Regions from separate parts of the Oryctolagus cuniculus genome. Here region 2 is linked to region 1. A link is a contact called in public Hi-C data. All regions are on one chromosome and are shown on one strand. Each heading gives the region's core, a stretch centred on a gene start, on an enhancer-like site or on the middle of the called end of the contact. The rest is flanking DNA. Distances are from core to core; before and after follow the strand shown. Region 1 has its middle 19 kb from the start of TARBP1. Region 2 overlaps LOC127483462 (a long non-coding RNA gene).

What was found. Hi-C and Micro-C count contacts between places; a contact is called where the count stands out from the background.
Region 2: a Hi-C map of psoas muscle shows a contact between it and region 1, with 4 times the contacts expected there. The contact joins two enhancer-like sites. A contact is called at or near these places in 3 of 6 Hi-C or Micro-C datasets (ear pinna, psoas muscle and skin fibroblasts).

Annotation. Positions count from the first base shown.
Region 1 is chr13:53,801,864-53,807,082 of mOryCun1.1, forward strand. No RefSeq gene overlaps it. Among named protein-coding and RNA genes, the nearest start is that of TARBP1, 19 kb to the left of the region's middle. Within about 2 kb of position 2,463, at least 4 of the 8 cell types and tissues checked have an H3K27ac peak or open chromatin away from gene starts, as enhancers often do.
Region 2 is chr13:53,869,423-53,874,641 of mOryCun1.1, forward strand. All of the region lies in intron 1 of LOC127483462 (a long non-coding RNA gene), which reads right to left. It overlaps LOC127483463 (a long non-coding RNA gene), which reads right to left. Exons shown (of 3, transcript XR_011381516.1): 2 at 2,084-2,272; 3 at 1,596-1,826. Among named protein-coding and RNA genes, the nearest start is that of IRF2BP2, 36 kb to the right of the region's middle. Within about 2 kb of position 2,534, at least 1 of the 8 cell types and tissues checked has an H3K27ac peak or open chromatin away from gene starts, as enhancers often do.

The sequences.
Region 1 (5,219 bases), core at 1,213-3,712:
ATGATTACACTCAAGAAGTCTAACATTGAGATACTAAAAGACAATTTTTAAAAAATACAAAAAGTATGACTCTTCTATAGATACAAAATTAACACATTGAAGGTTGTATTCAACTCATTATTTTTTAAAGTGTTATTTATTTATTTATTTGAAAGACAGTCACAGACACACACACACACAGAGAGAGAGAGAGACAGACAGAGAGACAGAGCAGTAGCCAAAGAGCTTTCCATCCACTGGTTCACTTCCCCAGTGGCTACAATGGCCAGGTCAAAGCCAGGAGCCAACAGCTTCTTCTGGGTCTCACACATGGGTGCAGGGACCCAAGCACTTGGGGCATCTTCCACTGCTTTCCCAGGCACTCTAGCAGAGAGCTGGATCATAAGTAGAGCAGCCAGGACTAGAACTGGAGTCCATATGGGATGCCGGCATCACAGGTGGCAGTTTAACCCCTTCCACCACACACTAGCCCCTCAACTCATAACTCAGGAGGGAACCATAGGATGTTACAACCAGTTCAAAAGAGTAGCCGAGGAAGAGACATGTGTATCTATGAGGACACTGAATGGAGGAAGCAAAGTGAGGCGAAATCGCCAAGGATGAGTGCATCGCTGTGCAGCCGCTCAAAGGCAACGGGAAGTGTAGAGTTCCTACTGGAGTCTAATTCGAGAATCCTGAGTGTGCTCCAGCCCAGGGTCAGCCATCCTTTTCCATAAAGGGCCAGACAGTGAACGTGTTGGGCTTTGCTGGCCACCGGTTTGTTAGACCTACATAAGTCTGCTGCTGCATATGGCAGTCGCACACGGTGGGCGTGTGAAGGAATGAGAACACGTGACAGTTGGATCCGCCCACTTTCTGTATTTGCTAACTCTAAACAATGCGTCCTTTCCACGGAGTCAGAGTAGATAGGAAAATAAGGTGTTGGTTGCCTTGGGCTGAGTTGTGTCCCTCCAAAATCCCTACGTTGAAGTCCTGATCCCCAGCTTATCAGAATGTGACTGGAGGGGCCAGCGCTGTGGTGCAGTAGGTTAATCCTCTGCCTGCAGTGCCGGCATCCATCTGGGTGCCGGTTCTAGTCCTGGCTGCTCCACTTCCAATACAGCTCTCTGCTATGGCCCAGGAACACAATGGAAGATGGCCCAAGTCCTTGGGCCCCTGCACCTATGTGGGAGACCAGGAGCTTCAGACTGGCCCAGCTCCAGCTATTGTGGCTGTTTGGGGAGTGAACCAGCGGATCAAAGACCTGTCTCTCTCTCTCTCTCTCTCTCTCCCTGTTTCTCCCTCTCTCTGGCTGTAGCTCTGCCTCTCAAATAAATAAATCAAATCTTTATTTAAAAAAAAAAAAAAGAATGTGACTAGAGTTGGAGATGGGGCTGTTAAAGAGGTGATATGGGCATCAAGAGGCCATTAGGACTGGCCCTGACACAGTGGGGCTGATGTCCTTGGGGGAAGAGGACATCAGGACACAGATGCACACAGAGGGGTAGTCCTGGCTGGACACAGGGAGCAGACGACAGCTACCAGCCGAGGAGAGAGAGGCCTGGGAAGGATCCAACCCTGCCGACATCATGGCCTGAGGCTTCCGGCCTCCAGAACCCTGACCTGAGCCCAACCTCCCACCCTGTGGCATTTTGTTGTGGTAGCCCTAGCAGACGGAGGCTCACATCTTCCAGTTCTGAACAGACAGCTACGTGATCAGCAGGCGCGTGAGTGGCACAGACCAAAGCTTTCTCTGAAGTTGTTGTATCTGCAAGATGTCCTTCTGAGGCAGAGGTGCGCCTGTAACCCCGAGTTTCCCAAGTTTTGAATGCCTTTTCTAAAAATCCTGATTAATAAAACGATTCTTGGAATACACGCTGGAAACACAAGTATGGGCCCAAAAAGTGGGGCGGACTTCTGAGGATGTGAAAACGCCTGTGGACCAAGCCTCGGGAAGTGCGGGATGCAGAAGCCTGGAGAAGAGTGGGTTCAGCAGGGGAGAGAGGGGGGCTCAGACCTGTGGGGTCACTAGGGAGGGGCCCAGGTGCTCCGTGCTGGGTACACCCATCGTCCCTGTGTGGACGACGACCTGCGGTATTGAGTATCCAGCTGTAGGATAAGGAACAGAGTACAGAACATGAGGCTTTCAGCAGCTTCCTTCGGGGCCTGGCGATCACTTCCCACAGAACTTAAAAGCCCACAATGGACTCCTGTGAATTCTGTCAATGGGGTAAAAGCCCGGATGATGCGCGCAGTGTCAGCTCCGAGCCACCAGATGGCGCGCGCAGTCCACCCTGCACCTGAGCCCGGCCTGCGTCTGTGCCAGCAGTGGCCCAAGGCCTTAGGAAATGTGTTACCGTGTCTCTTAAGGAGTGCCCTGCAAGGTGGTTTTTTAGAAAGCTCCTCTTCAGAGAAACATGTGAAACTCCACACTGCACAGCTGTGTACTTCCCGCTCTTTCCCTCCTGGGGACTCGCCAGCCGCATTTCCCGAGTCTGAAGAGTTTCAAAGCCGTGGAGTCTGTTCATTTGTTCTTAGGAACTGGAGACAGGGAGCACCGAGCTTCCGTGTTGAAGCCCACAGCGCCGAGGAAGCACAGTCGTGAAGGAAAAAACACCTCCTGCTAGCGCAGTGAGACATAAGATTTGTACGTAATCCCAAACCTCAGCCTTGAAGAGTTAATGATGTTATTCATGCCACTGGGGCATGAGAGACAGACTTGCGTGTTTGGGTGGTTACTGCTTGCCCAGAGCGGTGGAATGAGCCACAGGCTGAAGGCCAAGAGACTCAGGCCACCCATGCAGTGAAATAATCCCCCAGCAATGCAGTGCCCAGAGTGGAAATGAAAGTCAAGGGAATTGCTCCTGCAAGGCGTTCAGCAAATGTTCGGGGTAGCCACCCAGTCTGCAGCTGGCCCAGCTCTCGGTGCTGCACGTCTCAGCCCTGGGGTGGCACTGAGAGAGCAGGAAATGGTCGGAACCGAGCAATCGGATCACTCAGCTTGCGGAGTTTTGGGTCTTGAGCAGGGAACTCTGTTCTTATGTCCGGTTCCAACAGCAGTGAATAGTTAATAAGCTGGTTTGGAATGGAGAGTGCATTGCACTGGCTGGAAGGAGCCTTCAACAGGGCTTCTGACAGTCGCTGTTTATTTCCTTCTCTTTTTCCCTTTTTTGGAAGTAGGACCTGGGAAGGGCAGACAGACGCGATATTCACATCCATCATGTCCTAAGTTTTTGATGCATCCGAGACCTACAGGAAGAGAACGCGGTGGACTGGAACAAGTACCCTGGCGGGCACATACTCTGCATGCCGGGTGCTCTGTTCCACTGGCGTATGTCAGTCGCTCCTGGCGCTGATGTGGCCCTTGGCATTGGCCCAGGTTTTCACCTGAGAAACCCACGTTCAGAGAGGTTAAGCAGCTTGCCAACGTCGCACAGCTCGTATGCGTGAGAGCTAGGAGGTGGGATCCAGTAGGTCCCTGACTTCAACACCCGGGTTTGTTTTCCTTCACTCAAGCATTTCGTGGATTCCCAGTGAATTTCCTCGGCAGGAGGAGGGACCGACCCAGGAAAGCATTTAAAGGAATGTGAAAATAGAGCTCACATCCCGTCTGCAGCATTGTCCCCGAGGGAAAGCTAAACCACTGTGACTGTGCCCGGAGCCCAAAAAGTAGGAGCAAGACTTCGGAATTCAGACAGAGAGCCTAAAATACATGCAATAGATTTGATTTCCGTTTTCTCTAAAAATGGGACACACGTGTGTGTATTTTTAACAGGCTGCAAGAGGACCAAAGACGACCCTAAGGCATCAGCACAGTTGTCCCCGCCGCCCAGCTGGAAGGCGCACAGGCGGAGACAAGTGACCAGGAGAGCCAGGCGCGCGGTGGCGTGGGAGGGATCTCTGGCATTTCTGAGGACGCCTGTGTCGTGATTAAAATCCGGTCAAAGGAATGCTGCTAGCTCAACGGCCATCCCGCAGGCCCAGCCAGTGTTCCCAGCGGGATGAGGCGTGGTATACACATGCACACACACACGCGCGCGCACGTGCGCACATGCATGTGCACCCACACCCACGCTTGCAAAAGGTAGCTGCGTGCAGTGAGGGTAGGTGACCAGCCTCGGGCCACACAGCAAGTGGGTGGCAGAGCTAGAAATAGCACTGAGCACCGTGTGTCTCTGCCGGGCCTCGTGCTGCCTGAGCTGGCTGCCTCACACGTCTCTTGTCATGACTGGCGCTGTGTGAATTCGGTAAGGAAACCCAAAACCAGGCTTCAGTTTTCACTGCATACCGGAAACTTGGCCTCTGAGCGCTGCAGAGTTCACCGTGGTTTGTGAACCCTGTCAGGCAAACAGAGCCAGGTTTCTGCCATGCGTTGTCCCGATCAGGGCCAGGAGGGCACTGGTGGGCTGCAGAGGGAGCCGGGCGGGACTGCATGGTCTCAGCGGGTGCGGCATGTTCCGGGGCGCACGCTGGCCTGGAGGGACACCGGGAAGCAGGGGGCCTCGGGAGGCAAATCCCGCTGCTCTCAGATCCAGCCTGTGGATAGGGTGGGGGGGGGGGCGTAGGGGAGAGGCAGAGAGAAGGGAATGATTTAGGAGGTGTGCATATTCATTTGCAAATGAAGTTACGGAAGTTGCTTGTGAGATTTATATTGGTAATTAAGTGATAATGGCTGTGACAAGCTGCTTGGGTTGGAATTCCTGTGAAATACCAAAGGCACTGAGGCCCTGCTCCTTGTTCCGTGTTGTCAGAACTTAGGTTCCTACAGCACCTTACATCCTCCAGCCAGAACTCAAAGCATCCTTGTGAGGCAGGCCATGGACTATCTGCCCCTCTCCTGAAGACTGTTGATTTATATGCAGAGCATACATGAGATCACACATGCACACACACACGCAGCCCCAGGGTAGTGGAGCAAAGACAAGAAAGTGTCCTTCAAACGGCCCGGCCAGGTAGAGGATGTTTGTTTAGTTTTAAATCATTAAGCGCCTCTAAGCAATCACCTTGAAATGATCCAGTTTAATGCACGGAATTAGAGGAATTATGAGGGAACTCGATGCAATGATTATCTTAAGATCTTGCAAGACTCTGTTTGAAATGCTTAGGAAAAAAGTCCTCACTCACTTCCCTGGAGAGCTGGCGAGGGTGGCCCCAGCATCCCCGAGGCTGGGAAAGAGGAAAAAAGGAGACGAGTCAGAGGTTGGACCACTCCAAGGTAGCAACCGGTCCGTGACGAATTA
Region 2 (5,219 bases), core at 1,284-3,783, 68 kb after region 1:
CCTCATGCCAAAGTTACTCAGATATCTCTGGCATGGCCCCATCCTCCTGACTGACAGAGTGAGGCCTCACACAGAATGTGGGCTCAAACCGATCCAGGTACTTCAACTTTCCTGCCTGCGAGGGCTTTGGCACTGCCACGTGCATATTGATTCCGCCCCCCTTCCCCCACTGTTTCAGTTCACTAGAATTTTCTGGTATTCCTTACTGTATTACGGTATTCACTTTCAGTCAACAACAAGCCTGTGTTTCTGGTCAGGCCTTCCCTTGCCCATCGTGCTATCCTAGTGGTACCTATGGGAGGTCCTACCTGGGGCCGGAGTCCTCCTAATCATGTTCCTTCCAGGGCCCACGCAAGCATGTCAGGCACTAGGCGTACAGGAAAGGGAGAAACCACAATAAACGAACACGGGCAGGAGCAGAAGTAGCATCCAGTCTTAACAGCTCTCGCTTTACAAGTCGAGTCCGGAGGCCTGGGCTCCGTGTCCTATTTTTCCTTATAGCTCAGGCCCTCGTTTCTCCCATGTTAAGATGCCAAATGCCTCTGACAGGCCTCTTTATCTCCTACTTCTGTGACTTTAATCTGTCATACACACGGCTGCCAGATTTAACTTCCTAAACGAGGCTCTCCTCATACCCCCCGCCTGTTTACAAACTTCCATGCTCCCCCCGTGCCTCCCAAATGAAGCACATGTGTCTCTCGCTTGCATCCCAGACCCAAACTCTATCCAGCATGGCTGGGATCAAAGGGGCTTCTACCCCATGGCTCTGGGCACTGCCAGTGTTTTCTGGCTTCGGTGGTCTGCTCACTCTCTTCCTTGCAAACATGTCAACCGGGCAGCTTTCCTTGATGCACACACATAGCTACACACAGCTGGAACTGCACTTTTCCAATCACTTTGCCCAAATCCCTCTTCAATGCCAGTCATCCTCCAACTGGATTTCTCTTCCTTCCTAGATCATGAGCGGCTTGGAAGAAGCTGCACCACCGACCTCAGCACCGCCAGAGTATCAGGCCCACAGTGGGCTCGCCAGAGAGATTTGCTAAAGTGATTTATCATCTTCCAGTTGGACCATACATTTAGTTTCTTCCCTTTCTCCCTGCCCCCCTGCCAGTCTTTATATTCCTAAAATAAATACATAATGATGTTAGGGGCAAGTGATGTGGCAAAGTGGGTTAAGGCCCCAGTCTGCAGCGCCAGCATCCCATATGGGTGCCGGTTCGAGTCCTAGCTGCTCCATTTCTGATCCCGCTCTCTGCTTTGGCCTGGGAAATCAGTGGAAGATGGTCCAAGTCCTACCCATGTGGGAGATCTGGAGGAAGCTTCTGGCTCCTGGCTTCAGTTCAGCTCAGCTCCGGCCATTGCAGCCATCTGGGGAGTGACCCAGTGGATGGAAGCTCTCTCTCTAGCCTCTGCCTCTCTGTAACTCTGCCTTACAAATAAATAAATAAATCTTTTTAAAAAAAAAAAGTATAGTGATATTATAGGAAATGGTTATTTAATCATAATAAACATAAGCAACGCACCCCAAAACATGCCTTGCAAAGAGAGGACTTAAAACCTAAGGTAGACCTTATACAATTATAAGTAGCCAATTTATAATAATTTTTAAAAATATTTATTTATTTATTTGAAAGTCAAAGTTACAGACAGAGAGGGAGAGACAGAGAGGGAAAGGGATCTTCCATTTGCTGGTTCACTCCCCAGATGGCTGCTGGGCCAGCCTGAAGGCAGGAGCCAGCAGCTTCTTTCAGGTCTTCCACGAAGGTGCAGGGGCCCAAGCACTTGGGCCATCTTCCACTGCTTTCCCAGGCCACAGCAGAGAGCTGGATTAGAAGTGAAGCAGCCAACATATAAACCAGTGCCAACATAGAATGCCAGCATGATAGCTTTATGATGGCTTTATCTGCTATGCCACAAGGCCAGCCCCTATAATAATTTTTTAAAAGCAATTTCATGTAGATCTACTTTGAGGTCACTGCCTCAACCTATAGGAAGACAAACTAAGTATTGAAATGATGACATTCAAACGGTAAACTAACTGTCACTTATTTATGTATGTTTTTATTTTTATTTTATTCACCTGAAAGGCAGAGAGAGCAACAGAGATCCTCCATCCATTGGTTCACTCCCTAGATGCCTGCAACCAGCTGGGGCTGGATCAGGCTGAAGCCAGGAGCCTGGAACTCCATGTGGATTTCCCATGTAGGTGGCAGGAACCCAACCGCCTGAGGCACACCTGCTGGCTCTCAGAGTGCCTGTTAACAGGAAGCTGGAACCAGAAGCAGAGCCAGCACTTAACCCCAGGCTAACCCAGGGTAAGGAAGGGCCTTCTAAAAATACAGCATAAGCTAGCTTCGGAATCAACTACAAGCCATACTGAACATAGAAACAGAAAAAAATCAGAGATCAGGCTTTCTGGATTACCTGACACCCTTTCGCAAGCAACTGGTAAACTGGCCACTCCTCCAGGCTGGGGGTGAGATGGGGCTGGGGTTGAGGGTGCTGGGGCCCGGGGCTGGGCTCTGCAGAGTCTGACCCTGCTTGCCAGGCGGCTCAGGTTGCGGGCCTGCCCTCCGCCCCAGGGCCGCGAGCCCCAGCTCTCAGACGGCGATATCATTACACCACTGCACAGGCTACCAAAATAACCACTGATATTCAGACACGCTTTCCCCTTCTTTCTTGGATCCTTGTTCCCCTGATAAATGTCAGGAGGCTTCTGGCAGAAAGCAAAGCTGGTTCAGCCGCAGAGATAATGAAAAAAGGGTGAGACTCAAAGAAATTGTTAATGAACACAGCAGGGCACTGAGCTGCACTGGGGCCCAGTGCTCTTCCTCTGGGCTTTTGCACCTCTGATCTCTGTCACTAGACTTTTCTCCAGAGAGGCAGCCCTGTTTCAGGGTAGCTGTCAATTTTCAGCATTGGCCCTCGTGGGGAGAAAAGGAGGGCCCTTCCTTTACTTTTATAACAATCAATGTCCACACAGCACAGGCCCGGTCAGGGCATCCAGGCCGGGTAAAATAGGGAAAAATGCTCTAGAAGAGATTCACAGAAAGCCAGGGAGAAAGCATGGAGGATGACATTTGGAAGGAGGAGTTGCACACCACAAAAGAAATTATGCGGGGAGGTGCTGTGGTGTAGTAGGCAGAGCTGCTGCCTGCCGTGCCGGCATCCCATATGGGCACTGGTTCGAGTCCTGGCTGCTCCACTTCTGACCCAACTCTCTGTTTAAGGCGTGGGAAAGCAGTGCAGGATGACCCGAGTCCTTGGGCCCCTGCACCTACACGTGAGACCCAGAAGAAGCTCCTGACTCCTGGCTTCGTATCAACGCAGCTTCGGCTGTTGCAGCCAGCTGCAGAGTGAACCAGTGGATGGAAGACCTCTCTCCTCTCTGCTTCTCTTTCTCTCTCTGTGTAATTCTGACTTCCAAATAAATAAATAAATCTTAAAAAAATTGATATATATATAATATATACTTTAATATAATTACACTTTTTTAATCCTTAGAGTGTAGCTATCAATGGAACAGATTATGTGAACATTTTGATATTTAAGGATATAATTGGTGATTTTACTAAAAAAGAGAATTATTAATAGATACATGGTAATTATTCAATTTATGTGTGTTTATTCTTATTGCTCATACACGTATTGATAGCAGAACCAAATCTCACAGGCTCGCAAATGATTAGACCCCTTTCTCCTCAATAGTTCTATAATTTTCAGTTATATTCCTCCGCAGTCATACTCAGCTTTACACATATTTTTTATTCTTTTCTTTTTTAAAAGATTTATTTATTTGAAAGACAGAGTTACAGAGAAGAAGAGGCAGAGAGAGAGAGAAAGGTCATCCATCTGCTGGTTCACTCCCCAGATGGCCACAACAGCCAGAGCTATGCCGCTGAGAAGCCTGGAGCCAGGAGCTTCTTCCGGGTCTTCCACACAGGCCCAAGGGCCCAGGGACTTGGATTATCTTCCACTGCTTTACCAGGCCATAACAGAGGGCTGGATTGGAAGTGGAGCAGCTGGGTCTTGAGCCGCCGCCCATACGGGATACCGGCACTGCAGGTGGTGGCTTTGCCAGCTACACCACAGCGCCAGCCCCTACACGTATTTTCTATTATTTTTTTTTATCATGAAGGAATATGAGGATACTCCAGGAATTTAATTAAAAATAGAATTAAAAAGATAATTCATTTTGCTACAAAGTTTTTAAAATTAATGCACGTGAGGGGTCTTAAAATGTTCACAAAAATGCAAAATTATGAAATTCCTGTGTGGATTTCAAAATTTTTTGCACCAAAATAAACTTATTTTTTTAATTTTGTTTTCCCAGCAGCCTTCTGAAGTGCATTTATTTTTGTTAAACTGGAAGGAGGGGGCATATTTTATCTAACAGTCTGTTTGCTTCATGAATAACTTCTTCATGTCTACACTTAGCCGAATCTGAGCTCCGGATGACAAGAATCGCAATGTCCCTGGCCACTCTGGTTGCGGGTGGTGAGTGTTCTAACTTTTACTGAGAGCTCACACCGGGAGTCAAGGTCCCCAGGGCTTTCCTGCATTCCATTCAGCCAGAGTGCTTTGAGGTAGCTTCTGTTACCAAGGTTTTGTGAGGAGGCTGGGTTGCAGGCAGGCTCACTCACTGGTTCCCAGTCACAGAACCAGGGGAGTGGCTCCTAGCTGCCTCACACTCTCCTTGGCATGGGCTGACAAGCCTCATTTTTCTCTCTTCCCTGATTACTTCTTAGAGACCGTTTGTTGAATGCTTGTATGATGTCATCTGTTATGTATCTTTTTAAAAATATCTGGACCAATATATCTATTATGGATTTCAAGCTCATTACATAATGTAGCATTCTATATGCATGTGCAAATAGGCACTTCCTAAATTATATTTTTGTACAATTATATTTGTAAAGCTTTCAAAACAATTTAAATGCTTTATACATGTACTTGCATTCGTAACTGAGTTAATAAACTATTATAGCCATCCAATGAGTTATTGTGCAGGAAGTGAAAATTATGATTATGAGTGGAAAATACTGATGACAGATACAATGTTACATTTCAACAGTACCATATGAAATGACACATAATACATGTGAAAAATTAGCACACACATGAAGACGCTCACAGAAAGAAAAAAGAGAAGTGGAAGTTATTAAGAGTTGCATTTAGCTCAATGGGTATTAACGTAGGATGTGATGTTTTTCCTT